Regions from separate parts of the Mus musculus genome. Here all the other regions are linked to region 1. Evidence: chromatin contacts called from public HiChIP or PLAC-seq data. All regions are on one chromosome and are shown on one strand. The core of a region is the stretch at or near the end of the contact, and the rest is flanking DNA. Distances in the headings are between cores, read along the strand shown.

The links. HiChIP or PLAC-seq counts read pairs in DNA pulled down with a chosen protein or histone mark.
Region 2: a contact with region 1 is called in an H3K27ac HiChIP or PLAC-seq map of microglia, with 5 times the contacts expected there. The contact joins two enhancer-like sites. A contact is called at or near these places in 2 of 484 Hi-C or Micro-C datasets (Th1 cells and granulocyte-monocyte progenitors) and 2 of 115 datasets of contacts at active chromatin or transcription factors (microglia and pancreatic cancer cells).
Region 3: a contact with region 1 is called in an H3K27ac HiChIP or PLAC-seq map of microglia, with 4 times the contacts expected there. The contact joins two enhancer-like sites. A contact is called at or near these places in 2 of 484 Hi-C or Micro-C datasets (the N1E-115 cell line and Th1 cells), 8 of 115 datasets of contacts at active chromatin or transcription factors (the NIH/3T3 cell line, bone marrow-derived macrophages, effector CD8 T cells and 5 more) and 2 of 9 other capture datasets (adipose tissue and pancreatic islet).

The regions. Positions count from the first base shown.
Region 1 is chr3:97,759,359-97,764,153 of GRCm38.p6, reverse strand. The region is part of intron 8 of Pde4dip (phosphodiesterase 4D interacting protein (myomegalin)); the gene reads left to right. Among named protein-coding and RNA genes, the nearest start is that of Gm46816, 14 kb to the right of the region's middle. Within about 2 kb of position 2,758, at least 26 of the 459 cell types and tissues checked have an H3K27ac peak or open chromatin away from gene starts, as enhancers often do. A contact at or near this core is called in bone marrow-derived macrophages and microglia, where this site is marked.
Region 2 is chr3:97,992,839-97,997,633 of GRCm38.p6, reverse strand. No RefSeq gene overlaps it. Among named protein-coding and RNA genes, the nearest start is that of Notch2, 18 kb to the left of the region's middle. Within about 2 kb of position 2,558, at least 81 of the 459 cell types and tissues checked have an H3K27ac peak or open chromatin away from gene starts, as enhancers often do. A contact at or near this core is called in microglia, where this site is marked.
Region 3 is chr3:97,930,795-97,935,589 of GRCm38.p6, reverse strand. The region is part of intron 1 of Gm5544 (predicted gene 5544); the gene reads right to left. Among named protein-coding and RNA genes, the nearest start is that of Gm5544, 3.0 kb to the right of the region's middle. Within about 2 kb of position 2,144, at least 135 of the 459 cell types and tissues checked have an H3K27ac peak or open chromatin away from gene starts, as enhancers often do. A contact at or near this core is called in bone marrow-derived macrophages and microglia, where this site is marked.

The DNA of each region.
Region 1 (4,795 bases), core at 1,509-4,008:
GAGCTTTGCTTCTCTTCCAACCCCACGCCCGCTTCTCCTTCCTTATATTGAGGTAAACAGCAACAGTATATTTGTCTTGCTTACTGATATATGCAAATCACTTATTTGCCTTCTGTGGACTTTACGCTTGAAAGACCCAAAGACCCAGGCTCTTCAGGTTATCTGCAGGAAGGTTTGAGGTCTTGCTGGGTAATAATTTCCTTCTTTATTGTCCAGCTCTGAGATAGAAAAGCTATGATAGGGGGGTGTGGTCCCTTAGTAAACAGCAGTTCACAAAGAGCTCTGAGCTACCAGACTCCTTTGTATCTGAATTCAAAGAGCACACCTTTGCCTCATACCTTACAATGTCAAGGTCTTCTGTTTGGGGACTATGGTGAATTTGTCCCATTTAATACCTTAGTCATTTATTTAGGCGGATCAGACCCTTTGAAAAATGTAGACATTAGATAATAGTTGTAGGCTGGGCCTTTAATTTTATGCTAGCTGATGGTTCTTGTTTGTCTCTGATGATTAACAACAGGATAGAAATGATAGCAGTTTGAGATCTGTGACTCACTATTGTAAGGGAAGGAACATGCCAGGAAAGTGCTGTTAATCAGAGGTAAGAACTCTGCTTTTTAGCCTTGTGCGGCACTGGGCCTGGGCTCTGCTTTCCTTTCCAGATTGATAAAGCGTGCATACCAACTCTGACCTGAAAACGATTAATCTGAAAGAACATCATGCTTAAGTCATGGCCTTAGAAGCCAAGCGTCTGGGAGTGACCCTGATGCTACTAAACTAAGGACCACTGATCTCGAGCTCTGTAGGTTGTCCGGGATTCCATAAGCTTGTGTGTTTGGTACTTTACAAGAGCTTAGTGCACATTCCTGATCCAGAAGAACATAGTAAGTGCCCTTTGGGGGTCTCTGAAAAGGCATTTTCTCTGCAATAAAAGAATAAATTATGAAGAAAGGAGAAATGAAGACCTCTCATGTTTTAAGTAAGTCATTTACAGAATCTGAGGTTTCCTGTGACTCATGTTGAGATGGTTCACATGAGATGCAGATTCCTTGCCTGTGGCATTCTTTGGCTTTAGAGTTGCCATTTATGTGCCCTCGTGTTTATGTATGCATAGGTAGAGGAATGATGTATATGTGAATATAAACATGTATGTATATATACACATACACAAGTAAATGATCTTGCTTCTAAGACAGCTGCTAAAGTATTAGAACATTGGATAGGTAGGAGTCAGGCCTAATTTTAATTTGGTTTTGTTTTTATTGGTCTTAGTCATTAAGCACAAGCCTTTGATCCCTAAAATGTTCCTAACATTATGGGGAGCCCTGGGTTTATAGGAATAAAAGCTGCATCACCAACTGCAATTTAGTTTTCTCTGGATAATTCTTGCCTTTTTTTTTTTTTTTTTTTTTTTTGTGCCTTGAATAGCTTAGCCTACCTTTTATAGCTTTCTGTTTCCTTGTATGTGAAGTAGAATTGGGGCGGCTGGCTAGTTTGTTGCTCCCTTCAGAGCTCTGAGGACTCTGATTTAAAGCGAATAAATAGCACTGTCTTCCTGCCGGTTTAATGTTGAAACTGTTCCCTGATACCCAGCACTAGAGATTAGGGACTGAGCCTGCGGTCTTGGACATGCTAGGTAAACATGCCCTTACAGCTCAGCTCTATCTCCAGCCCCAGAGTTGTGTCTTCCATTGTGCTTGCTGTGGATGAGATTTCTAATTTGTAGCATAAGGTTACTAGAGAGTGATTTTACACCAAGCAAACAGAAAGCCAGGTCTTATAGACACAGCTTTTCCATTAATCACTGACAGTTTTGTTTGTCTGTTTGAATTGTAAGATCTATTTCAGTCATCTCTTGTGGTATGTGTGTGACATAATCCACATTGCTTCAGGGGAGACTTCTTGTATTCACCACAACAAATGTCTCAAGTATTTCTGGGAGTCATCCACCTTGCTTCTCCAGCCTCCCGTTGTCTGGAGCAGCATCATATTAGCTGTACCAGACTCATCCACTTATCTCTACCACTGCTATCTTTATAATCCAGCCACTTTCCACCTGCATTCTTGATAATCTCTCTTCTGCCGGGGAACTGTCCATCACCACTGAGCGACTGCAGTGAGCTTCTAAAAACGTAAATCGGATTGCTCTTCTGTTAGAAAACACCGCAGTCAGGGCTGGGAACATAGCTACAGAAGGCCCTGGGTTCAACACTCAGCAGCACCAAAACCGTAACCAAAATGTAAGACCATAAAACACCGCAGACCACTCTTACCCAGTTTAGATGAATCCAGCCTGACTATCCCTGCTGTACAGGAGGTTAGGTCCCGGGCTGTGCCTCCCGTCACACTGGTCCCCTCCCCTTTGTCTAGCGTGTTCTAATAAGGCCGGCCACCAGCCTGTGTCCCCCTTCTTTCAAACTCGAAATGTGGCAAGTCTGAGTTGAAATGTGCTCTGAGTATAAAATAGACCTCAAATAAAAATCTTATTTTTATATTGACCTCATTGTAATGTTTTAAATGTTTTAGAAATATTTGCTTAGACAAATTGTCAAAATTAAGTTCACTTTTTTTTTTCACTTTTATTCAGTGAAGCTATGAGAAAATGAAACATTACACAGGCAGCTCACAGTGGCTTTCTCCCGGGATGCGTCCTTCTGGGCATATAGGCCTTTCCTTTCCCAGGCTCACTTGCCATCAGCTCTTCTGTCTGCCTAGCTTGGGTTCTGTTTCTTTCCGACTAGCTGGCTACTTCTCCTTCCGATGTCCATTCAGATACTGTCTCAAGAGGAACTTCTCTCTAGTTGGAGAAACTCTTTCTAGTTGATATAAAGTAACAGTCACCAGTTCTCTACATGGTTTCCTGTGTTACTGCATAGGAACTGCTAAGCGACAGGACTCTCCACTCCTTCTTTCATATTTACCATGTAGTCACCAAACCCAAGCTCTGCAGAATCTTCAAGAGGAGTTACTTTGTCCTATGCAGCATTCCTTTCTCCAACATAGTATCTGCTACTTAGTGCTTAACACATCTGTGTCGAGGGAGTAAATGAAGGTGAACGTGCTATAGTGATAAGCGAGAGGTATAACCAGAGTGAAAGGGCCCATTTCACTCCTGTTTCTTGTCAAAGCAAGCGTTGAAGTTCAGCCTCTTCTGAAGGATGCTGTCAGAAGTCTCCGTGCAGTCCATCAACTTTCAGAACTCTGTGGATCATTTCCATTTCCTGTCATTTGTTGATGTTTGAGACTATGTCTCAATACCTCTTTGATCATCTTACCTTTTAATTTTAAGATTGTTTTATCAATTCACTTAGCAGGGATAAAGTAGCCTTTTTAAAAATATTTATTTATTTATTTATTATACGTAAGTACACTGTAGCTGTCTTCAGACACTCCAGAAGAGGGCATCAGATTTCATTACAGATGGTTGTGAGCCACCATGTGGTTGCTGGGATTTGAACTCAGGACCTTTGGAAGAGCAGTTAGCACTCTTAACCGCTGAGCCATCTCTCCAGCCCATAAAGTAGCCTTTTAATGAGCTATTCAGAAATAGCTGTGGGCTTATGAAGGTAATAAAACATCCTTGTTTGTACCTGTTTTTCTTGAATTCATTGCACCCTTTTGATTCTTAGCAATGATTCAAAGCTGGGTGCAGTGATGCAGGCTTGTAATCTTAGCAGTTGAGAAGCTAGATCCTGGGATTTGAGGCCAGACTGGGATTATGAGACCCTGTCTCAAAACAAAACAAGAAAAAAAAATATGGTTTTCAGTGTCAGTTGTTAGTTATAAGATTACATTGCTTATAAAAGTAACAAAGTCGATATTTTGTATCCATTAACCCTACCCATTCCTCCGGTTGGCCTAGAACATTAGTCCTTACTCATCATAGCCAGCGTCAAAAGCTCTCATCCTTTGTAGATCTAAATAAATTTCATCTCTGCCAAGAGCCTTTTTTATATGACCTGTCGAAATGAATAGTCTTCTAGTATGACTACTTCCTCAATAAACCAAGACTAATGGGAGCCAGAACTAAGTGTTTGCCTGCGTAGTGCTCCCCACCCACAGCGCTCTGTATTTTATAGTGTCAGAAACAAAGCAGTAACCAGCACTGGGGTAACCAAACCCCTCACTTCCTCTGCTCAGTCCCTTGCAGGAAGGTATTTAAAGCCAGCTGTAACCCCAGGCTCTGCAAGGTTGGGTCTTCGGGAAGTTTGAAAGTCCAGGAAAAGGAAAGCATGAATAGCGCTTCTTTACTTTTCCTAAGGAGGAAGGGGCTGGCAGAGGAGGGAGGATTTAATGCAGCCAGGAGTTCCTTAGGTACCCACTGTCTTAGCTCATTGTGATCTTCAGGTGGAGTTTGAGAGAGGTCACCCAGTGCTCTTTACGACTGAGTATGCCCAGAAACTACACTGAGTCCTGCCGGTTCTGGTTTTAAGTTTACCGGCCCCTTTTATTTTGATTAATTTTGGTTTATAGAGACAATTGAGAAGAAAAAAGTTCAAAAACCTCCCATTCTTCTGCACCCATCCCTCTGGATTACGGAGGGCTGCTATTTTCATTACATTTTGCCTTTTTACTCCTTCTCTGTGTCTGGCTACATTAATAATAATAATAATAATAGCTATTATTATTATTATTTTAAAAGCTTCCAAACAAGTAATTTACTCTAGATACATCCACATGTATTTCTTAAGGACAAGGACTTCTCTTATCAACTGCAGTACAAGCTAAGGAAATGTGTACTGCAGAAATGCTGTTCCCTAATGTTGAACTCATTCAAAAAATAAAGTTTGCCAGG
Region 2 (4,795 bases), core at 1,309-3,808, 230 kb before region 1:
TATTTTTCTCTTATCCATGAAATTTTAATACTACTTTTTGGTGTTTGATTTTGGACGTCAATGGTACTGGGCTAAGGACTGCCCGGAAGTCAGAAAACTCACTGATTTAGGGTGTGTCTGTGTTTCTGGAATAGGACTACAATGGCTTTGGTGCTCTCTGTTCCCACCCATCAGCATCATCAACCCAGCAAAAACTTCAGTAAAACACACAGGTGGGGGAAGGGTGAATATTCTCTCCTGGAGCTGGGACAGTGTCCCCGTCCCCCCCCCCCCGCCCCCCCGCCCCATGGGAGGGGGGGAGGGAGGGGGAAGAGTTCCCAGTTCTCGAACCTCTGAAGCAGATTGGAACAGCAGGATCAGCTTTCCACAGCTATATTATGCTGATGGTCTATGTGAATGCACGTGTATATATGAACATTATACAATCTTTCAATTAATTTATTCCTCAGGAGCCATCCTCACTCTTGGTGGGGAACACCTCACATATCTGATGTCTGTAGAGTACAGAACTGCATGTGCAAATGATAGAACGATACCATAGGCAAAATTCTCTGGGGGGAAAAATCCATGAGAATGGCAGATGTAGGAGTTTATGGAGGTAAGACTGACAGCTTATGTAGGTTATGACAGACAACTGGCTACAAAGGTTAGCCAGGCAGATCATAGGTTAAATATGAGGCTGAAGACAGTGTTAATGAAAGACAGTAGAGCCAAGTTCAAGGCTGGCAGAGGAGAGCTTTCATCCTTTCGATCAGAGAACCCCCTCACCCCATCCAAAAACATCCTATGGAAGAAAAATTGCTATTAGCTCTGAAGCTTTATACTTTATTTTTGATGCTAAGAAGTTTGAACAGCCAGATTGTGCCCCATAACGAAAGTCTCAGCTTAAGAAAGGGGGTCTCCCTGAGAGCTGTTCCTACCTCCCCGAACTTTGAACCCCTTTGTATCACACAAAAACCCCAACATAGAAGTGGCTAGCTAGGGTCAACCTCACCAGGCAGTTAAGCAGCAGGATCCCATGGGAACTCTGGTTTTCCTTTATTCGAGTAACATATTTAGAAACAGAAGTAGACCCAAGGACCAGAGGTAACCTTCCCAAAGCTATGCTTCCTGGAACCCTAGGATTGCTTCCTGGTTAGATCCAGGGGCCTTTCTTGTTAATTGCCTAACTCTAGAGCTAGTGGGTTTGGACCCATTCATTCTCTGGACAGAATACAATGTAGCAAAGCAAAACACAAAGGAAGGCATGGAATGTCGACGAATATGTGACGCCTTTGTGACCCAAATGAGAAAGTGACTGACTCCGCCTTGAGAAGATTATAAAGGGTATATAAGAGAAAAAGAGTTTTATCACTAACTCTTATTTATTTATTTATTTATTTATTTATAGGCAGGGACTTGCTATTTAGCCCTGGTTGGCCTAGAACACCCTATGTAGACCACACTGGCCTTAAACTCACAGAAATCCACCTGCTTCTGCCACCTTCAAGCTTCATTAAAGGCCTGCACTACCACCTAAAACTATTACAGCTTTAGTCATTAACTAAATCTCCATGCCGAAGTTACACGGAAATCATCTCGGTGCCTGGCTCTTTGACTTTTGATAAATAAAGTTAGCTCACACTTAGTGTGTGTCTTAATGAGCTAGGTACAGGCAGGGGGAGGAAGGCAAAGAAGCTGCGCCTCAGGAAGCTAAAGCACAGTAGAGAAAGAAGAGCTGCTTTCAAAGCAAGCACGCATGGTGAGCGGAGCATGGTGGCACGAAGGTGACAGCTCCGAGGAGGCACATCCAGACAGTGTGCTGCAGAGGGAAGTCATCCTAGCTGAGCTGGAGCTCGGTTGGAGTTGGACGTTTGGGTAATGGCTTCCCACACAAGTCACCACTCTAAATCCATAAATGTAAGGTTATTGGGCACTGGGGACTTTTCAGATGCGACAAATTCAAGGCAGATTGGAAGCTTAGACTATTTGCATGGTCCTGATGGGGTCTTTTTTTTTTTTTTTTTTTTAAAGGAGGCAGGAATGAGAGAAGAGAAGAACTGTGAAGTGATAGAAAGGTGGAGCTATTTATTAGAAGAAGGCAAAGAGTAGGGGCAGTCTCTCACTAAAACGAGAAAATAGTGAACAGATTTTCTGCAGGACTCCTGGAGGGTGAGTAGTTCCTCTGAGGCCTGGGCTTCAGCCCAGTCATTTCAGGCTTCTAATTGCTGAAGAATACGATGTTCAATTACTTTTGAGCCACCGAGACCGTGGTAATCCATAAAAGCAGAAATAAAAATCTCCTACAGGTGGCCAGGCCAGACAGGTGTGAGAGGGGAGGACACCGTGGGCACAAAGAATGGCAGACGCTAGGGCACAGAGGCCTGGGGTAGCATGGCACATTCCTGGGGGTCACCAAGTAAAAAATAAACAAGATTACAAACAAACTCTTGACGGTAAAGGGGTTGTGTGATGGGGGCTGCCATGAACGGCCATCGATGCAGCTAAGGTACTGCTTCAGTTTAGAAGTGAAACTGAGAGCCATTTTATGGTCTCAAACAGAGCAGTAAGGCTACTAGATTTTCAATTTTGAAAGAAAGAGAATGGGGAAGAGCCTGGGGTGGGGTGACCATTTAGGAAGTGGTTGCAAAAGTCCTGCGCAAGGGACAAAATGTGAACAAATAAAAAGTCAGAATAATGAGACTTAGGGCCCAGAGAGTGACAGAGTATTGGGAACAAGGAAAAAGAAAAGAGTCCGGGTGACCCAAGGTTTCTGGTTGGGCCTTTGGATGACCTTGCTGTCTTAACTGAATGGAGAGAAGTAGAGAGTCCACCAAATACATCTCAGATCCATTTGTTTGCTTGTCTGGGACAAGGACCTTGCTGTGTAGTTTAGGATGCCCTAGAACTTATGCTCATTCTCCAGGGACTCCCAAGTACAGGAATTATAAGTGACCAGCAATATTCTCAGCTCGAGGCTTCATTTCTACACCCACCGAGACAGCAAGCCCACCAGCCTTCGCGTAGACGCTGCCCATTGCATCTCCTTCAGAAAGCCTCAGCTGCCCATCCTCACGGCAGTTCCTGCCTTGTAGTTAGAACAACTCACTCAGTGCCCACTGATAGTGTTTAGTGCTTACAGCTTACGAGACATTAGTGACTCCGGGTTACTCTAAGGAATGAAACAATGACAGAAGTAAACTAGCTAAGATTGCATCTAGAGTGTCCAGGGCAACTTGGAACCTTTCCATCTTGAGTGTGCACCTCCTGTAATGACATCCAGTTTCTTTTCACTTTACATGTACAACTTTGGGTGTGTCCGCAGGCTCCCTGTCAACTTCCTCATCCCAGATTAGCAATAAGAGCTCTCAGGTTACAAGTGAGAACTGAAGCAATATTGCTTAAAACTATCTATGGGGTTTAAACTTATAATATGTATTTTTCTAATTTTTTTTCAAACTCACTAAGTGTCCTGCACAGGACTTATGCACAGGTCATACTACAAGTGACTCATATGTGAATTTCATAACACCCAAACTGGTCCACACCCAGTCCAGTGACATAAGCCCTGGTGCTTGTCTGATGTAATATCTTGGTTTATGCTCTAAAGTTTCTTAATGCTTATCATTTATTCTTTCACACTTATCATTTATTCTTTCACTGGGATAGTTTAAAGGAAATTAGAGATATATAGGCATATACTCTTATATATATATAATTAGGTACACATACATATATGTGTATATGTGTACATAATTAGGCATAGGATCTGTGTGTATGTATGCCTAATTATATGCTAGTTGGTGTTTGGTTTTGGTTTTGCTAGCTCACTAAGGACTCTGATGGCCCTGGTAGTTGGTGCTGTTCCTGTAAATAGACCTTGGGCTATTGCAGGCAGAAGGATGTTTGACAGATCATCTGTTTTCAAAGAATGAGTACTTCCTGCTCTCTCTTCCACTTCTTTCATCAGCTACTTCCTTATACTCCTCTCAACACAAATGAATATTAAGATTAATGTGAGACTCTCAGTTCTTTCTTTCTTTCTTTCTTTCTTTCTTTTTTTTTAAAGATGCTGAATTCTTTATCAAGTTCTTTCAAAAGAGTCAGTCCGGCCATCTCGGTTTTGCCAGCCCTAATTAGATGAAGTTACTGAGCATAAATCACAGTTTCAAATCAACCTCAGGCTGTGTGCTGGATGGGTGAGGAAAGAGAAGGAGCCATTGTCTCTGGTTCTCTGGCCAACTCCAGGGCTGCCCTGTGCTGGATTCCCTCCAGGCCCCGATGAATACCATCACAGCCTTATATTACAGCTCTTCTGGGACGTTAGTTCAGCCCTCATCTCCAGTATCCAGTTGTCCTCTATGAACAAACCCTTTTCTGTGGCTTTCACAGTCCCACATGGAATGTTCCTCATGCATTCCATATCAGGACAACACTATTTACATAAACACTCACGATAAACTCTTGAAGTCACTCTTGACCCCTTGTTTCCCACCACTCCCGCCTCATCTTCAGCCGGTTGCCATCACGGTCCATCGCCACTGTGCTAGTTTAGGCAGCTTTTCTGTTTCTCCATCTCCACTGCTTCTCTTCCCATCTTCATCTCTTCTCCCACGGACCAGTCTTAGCTCTCTGGTCCTTACTATGGCAATGCTTTACCTGGATTCAGCTGTTTGTCTTCCAGACTCCAGAACCCAGGTACCCCAGCGCCCATTCCCTTATAGGCTCTGCTAGCATTCGGAGACAAGACTACTGACCTTCAAGACATCTCCTTTCAATTTCAATTTTCCTTTCTTAACAAGGACTGTCAGGCTTT
Region 3 (4,795 bases), core at 895-3,394, 170 kb before region 1:
CAGGGCGTGTCTGAACACGCTTGTAACCTGAGCACTGTGGAGTGGAGACAGAAAGATCCCAAGATCTGGCCCTGGCCAGCCTGCCTCACAGAAATGATGAGCTTAGTAATAAGAGTGTCTTAAAATAACAAGGAATTGTTAAGGAAGAGGGTAGTACTGAAAGAAGTCCTCCTCTGCCTCAAGATGCATGCATACGGGTGTCACCCCCTACCTAACAGGATATGCAACAAACAAGAATACAGGACAAGTTAAAGAATATAGTGGTATTATTATATCTCATTGCCTCATTGTATCTAGTCAGACACAGACACACAGACACACACACACACACACACACACACACACACACCCTGCCCTTAAAAGCTCAGAGCATGTCCAGACACCCAGCACATCACAATGACTCTTCCTTACATGTCGTAGCCTCTCCCCATCAAAGCCTGTCTTTTTCTGACAGCCCTGTGACACTGGGTAGAGGAGACAGAACAGCTGTGGCTAGGGCTTACTCATCTGTACAGTTACTAGATGGTGACAGCTAGAAATATAACACGCGTAAAGGTTTCATGTAATCTTAACCTTTGTAAAAGCCACATTGGGGCATATGGTTTTAATTTTAATAGAAACTCAACCATCCCTGCTCCTGCCAGATGAGAGCATCAAACCTTAGGTAAGAGGTGACTTGTTAAGATGTTGAGAGAGGAAAGGAGAGCCCCTCCCATTTAAAATAAAAGAAAATGCAGAGAGATTGTAAAGATGAGTCAGCAGTTAAGAGTGTGAGCTTGCTGCCTTTTTTTTTTTTTTTTTTTTTTTTTTTTAATTTGAAATGCACTGGCGTGAGAGTGTCAGATCCCTTGGAACTGGACTTACAGACAGTTTGAGCTGCCATGTGAGTACTGGGAATTGAACCCTGCTGCTTTGGAAGAGCAGACAGTGCTTTTAACCACTGAGCCACCACTCCAACTCCATACCTGCTGTTTTTACAGAGGACCTGGGTTCTGTTCCAAGCATTCATATCAGATGGATGATAGCTGCCTGTAATACCAGTCCCAGTGGATCCAATACCCTCTTCTGGCCTCTACTGGCAACTCATGCACGCACACACACACACACACACCAAACAAATCTTTAAAAAACTAACACTGAAATCTATTCTTTATTGTTCATGCACAGCACCCAAGCCCTTGCCTCCGTGAGCAGCCCAGGAATTCTCTGTTCCCATATGAATTTTTCTTTTCTAAAGATTGCAATGGGGGGCTGGAGAGATGGCTCAGAGGTTAAGAACACTGACTGCTCTTCTGAAGAGTTCAAATCCCAGCAACCACATGGTGGCTCATAACCATTTGTAATGAGATCTGACTCCCTCTTCTGGAATGTCTGAAGACAGCTACAGTGTACTTACATATACTAAATAAATAAATAAATAAATAAATAAATCTTTAAAAAGAAAAAAAAAAGAAGAACGTAATGGACTCATCTGGTCATAATCTGTGACAGATACAGTCACCCAGCTACTGCAGTTTGGAGGAAGCACTCATGATTCTTACACATCGCCTGAGGGATGTACTCGACTATTGCAGCATGCGGGTAAACCCTAGGCACACGCCCAGACTGAGGCTTGCTGAATTGGTGCCTCCCAGTCCCAGTCCCCTCTTCCCTGAAGAAGGTGGGAAGGAAGGTGGGAAGACAGGAAGAGAGCCATGAGGAATAAGGAGAGAGAAGGAGGGAGGTTGGGAAGCAAGAGGAAGGGAAAGGGAATTTCAAACATTTCCCTGACTACAGACTCCATTCTTTCACTTATTAGAGCCTTTCTAACTCACTGCTGTCAAAGTTGCTAAAGCCAAGACACCTCTACCACTTGTAAAGACGCTAATGCCAGAAAAGGAAACCCATTTCTCCAAAAAACGTCTCCCTGACCTCCCACTATGTTATGTCCCAGATGCCTCCATTTTAGTTTCAGCATTGAGCTGGGTCTTGGCAGAGCTGGGTCAGAAGCCGAAAGCTAAACATGCTTTGAGCTAAGGGACGAGCGAGACCCCAGGGCACATCTCATCTCTTCCCCAGTGAGCCTCCAGTCAGCCCTGGTTGGGTCAAAGGGTGAGAGGGGAACTTAACAGGCTCAGGCTCAAGCAAGCCCTCCTCCCAGCTGCGTGAACAGCACTTCCTGTTCTGTTCTCTGAAGTGTGAGCTTGGCACCCTGTGAAGACCCAAGAGCCTACTTCTAGCCAAGCAAAGCATCCTTTCCTCCACACTGAGAAGGTGGAGGAAAGATTCTCTGAGTTCTGACTCTTCAAAAGCAGGGGCCGGCTCTCCCCTCCCGGATTCTGAGGTAGCCAGGGAGGTGAATTCTAAGACGCTGTGCTGTGCACCCTGGGGATTTCCCAGCCTTCCTGGTGCTTAAAGTATGCATTCCATACCTTTCACGCCCTGCCATATACTCCAGGCTTTGGGATTATCACTTTTGATAGTAAGGGGAAGAAATACACATAGGTAGGCTGTGGTAAAATCAGACGCAAAATGTTTTTGATCCTCCCATTTCTCTTCTCTCCCCACTGAAGGAGGGACCGGGAAATAAGCGTTCTCACCTAGGACACAGGGTATAGCACGCACATGGAACATGGGAGTTCCCGTTAGTCAGGAAACCCGATAGATACAAAGAGTCTGCATCACTACAAACAGCGTTTCAGGTAGACAGACAGCGAAGGTTTACCAAGGACGTGGGAATCAGCACAGGCTGAGAGCGATTAACCAATACCCTCCCCAGATTTTCATCCTCGGGGCTGGCCTGAACTCAGAGCTGGGCTAGAATAAGGCATTAGCAATGAATAGTTGGTCCACAGCCATTTGCTTCTGAAACCTTCCCTTAGTCTCTATATCTCTGGTGCCTTTTCTTTTTAAAAAAAATTATTTTATGTGTATAAGGGTCTCTCTCTCTCTCTCTCTCTCTCTCTCTCTCTCTCTCTCTCTCTCACACACACACACACACACATTACAGATGGTTGTGTACCACTATGTGGACTGCAAGAGCAGTCAGTGATCTTAACCATGTCGCCATTTCTCCGCCCCCCCTGCCCCCCACCAGTGGCTTTTTGTCTCTATGCTGCGGTGACCCAGGAAGGCTGTGAGGGAAGTAGATGAAGGTGATGATTTATTAAACCCTGTGGCTTCTTGCTCCCTCACCAGAGGGTGCGTCTTGGGTCACGCCGGGCACTCAGCAGCTTTGTGGTGGGTATCGGTTTGTGCTTCCTCCCCTCTGCTTTCGATTCAATGCCTTCCTGTTGCAGTCTGAGCCTAATAAACCGCAGCCTCACAGCAGCTACCACAGCATGCAAACTGGATCCATGTAGGGCTAAGTGTGGGACGACAGGGGTGAGGGTAGGGAGGTAAGCAGAGGGGTAGAAGCTAGCTGGAAAGAAGAACAATTCCCAAGATAAAATGCCGTGCTGAGGAACAAGGATGCCTTCGAGTGTACTTCAAAGTCACCTCCTCCCTGGCTGCATTCAGCTGTGCTAACATCAATCCCGAGTGAACCTGGTTAAATACATGTTCATGTGCATTATAGTGGGGGGTTCCTTTCCTTTTCCTTTTTTGAGTCAAGATTTGCTTATGTTAGCTGCAATCCAGCAAAACCCCTGCCTCTCAGCGACTGGACTTACTGGCATATATCAACATACCCAGTTTAAATTATGATCTTAACATAGAGTTATTTAAAAATTCAGCGTCCAGGTTCAGTTCTGATCCAGATCAATGCCATTGTGAGGTTAGAACTCAGTCTGGATACATTTGAGGCCCTGCGGTAGAATGTGTCAGGGAAAGGAAAGTGCATTTGTGGAGATCTAGAAGAGGAAGCAGGGTGTAGTCTGGCTGTGGCACAGCCCTGCTGCTGAAGAGCTATGAGCTGTTAACCTCAGACAAGATCTAGAGGTCACTTTAAAGCCAAAGGGCTATAAACAAGACATGGATTTATCAGTTATGGGAACGACATCTTGATGGCCGATAGAAAGCAAGCAGAGAAAAACAGCAGGCAAGAGGCTGACAGAAGGTAGAACCCCAAGTGCGTGCAGACAGTGCACACACAGACCAGATGGCGACGGCAACAGTGGGAGATGTGGGTGCTCAAGGAGGATGTCTTACTGAATGTGGTGCTGATGGGATTTGGAGAGTAATCAAGGGTGAGTCCCAGGCTACTAGGTAAGCTGGCATATAGCATATACTGGGGTGACAAGCACTACAGGAAGAATAGCTTTGGGGGAGTGAGTTGGCTAATAAGGTTTCAGAATTCCCAAGTGGGGTTCTGTGTGGAAACTGAATATATAGATGTGGAATTCTGGGGAAGCTACTATTGATATATAGATCTCATAGTGCTATGGGAGGGCTAGACTTCCCTTGAAGATATGAAGTAAAACGGCTGGTACAGTACAGGATCTCTAGCAGCAACACTGCAGGAGCTTATAAGGGAAGAGAAACTTGCAAAGGATGCGGATGAGCCATGGCTAAGGTGGAAAACAACAAAAACAAAGCAAAGCAAAGCAAAGCAGTGCATGGAAATCAAAGGAAAACAGTGAGTGCGTCAAGGCAGATGTGGTCATCAGCATCCAACGCTGCCCAGAGGAAAGATAAAGGCTGATGTGTTCGCTGGATTTCACCATCCAGGTAAGGTGGTGTCCTCACCATTCCTAGGGAAAGCGCTCTGAATCTGCTGTGAGGCAATGCCATTACAGAAGACAAGCGCCATTAGAAACAGCGAAAAAACACAGCTCATTAGCTCATCCGACTCCCTTTCACACTAACCCCAACTGGG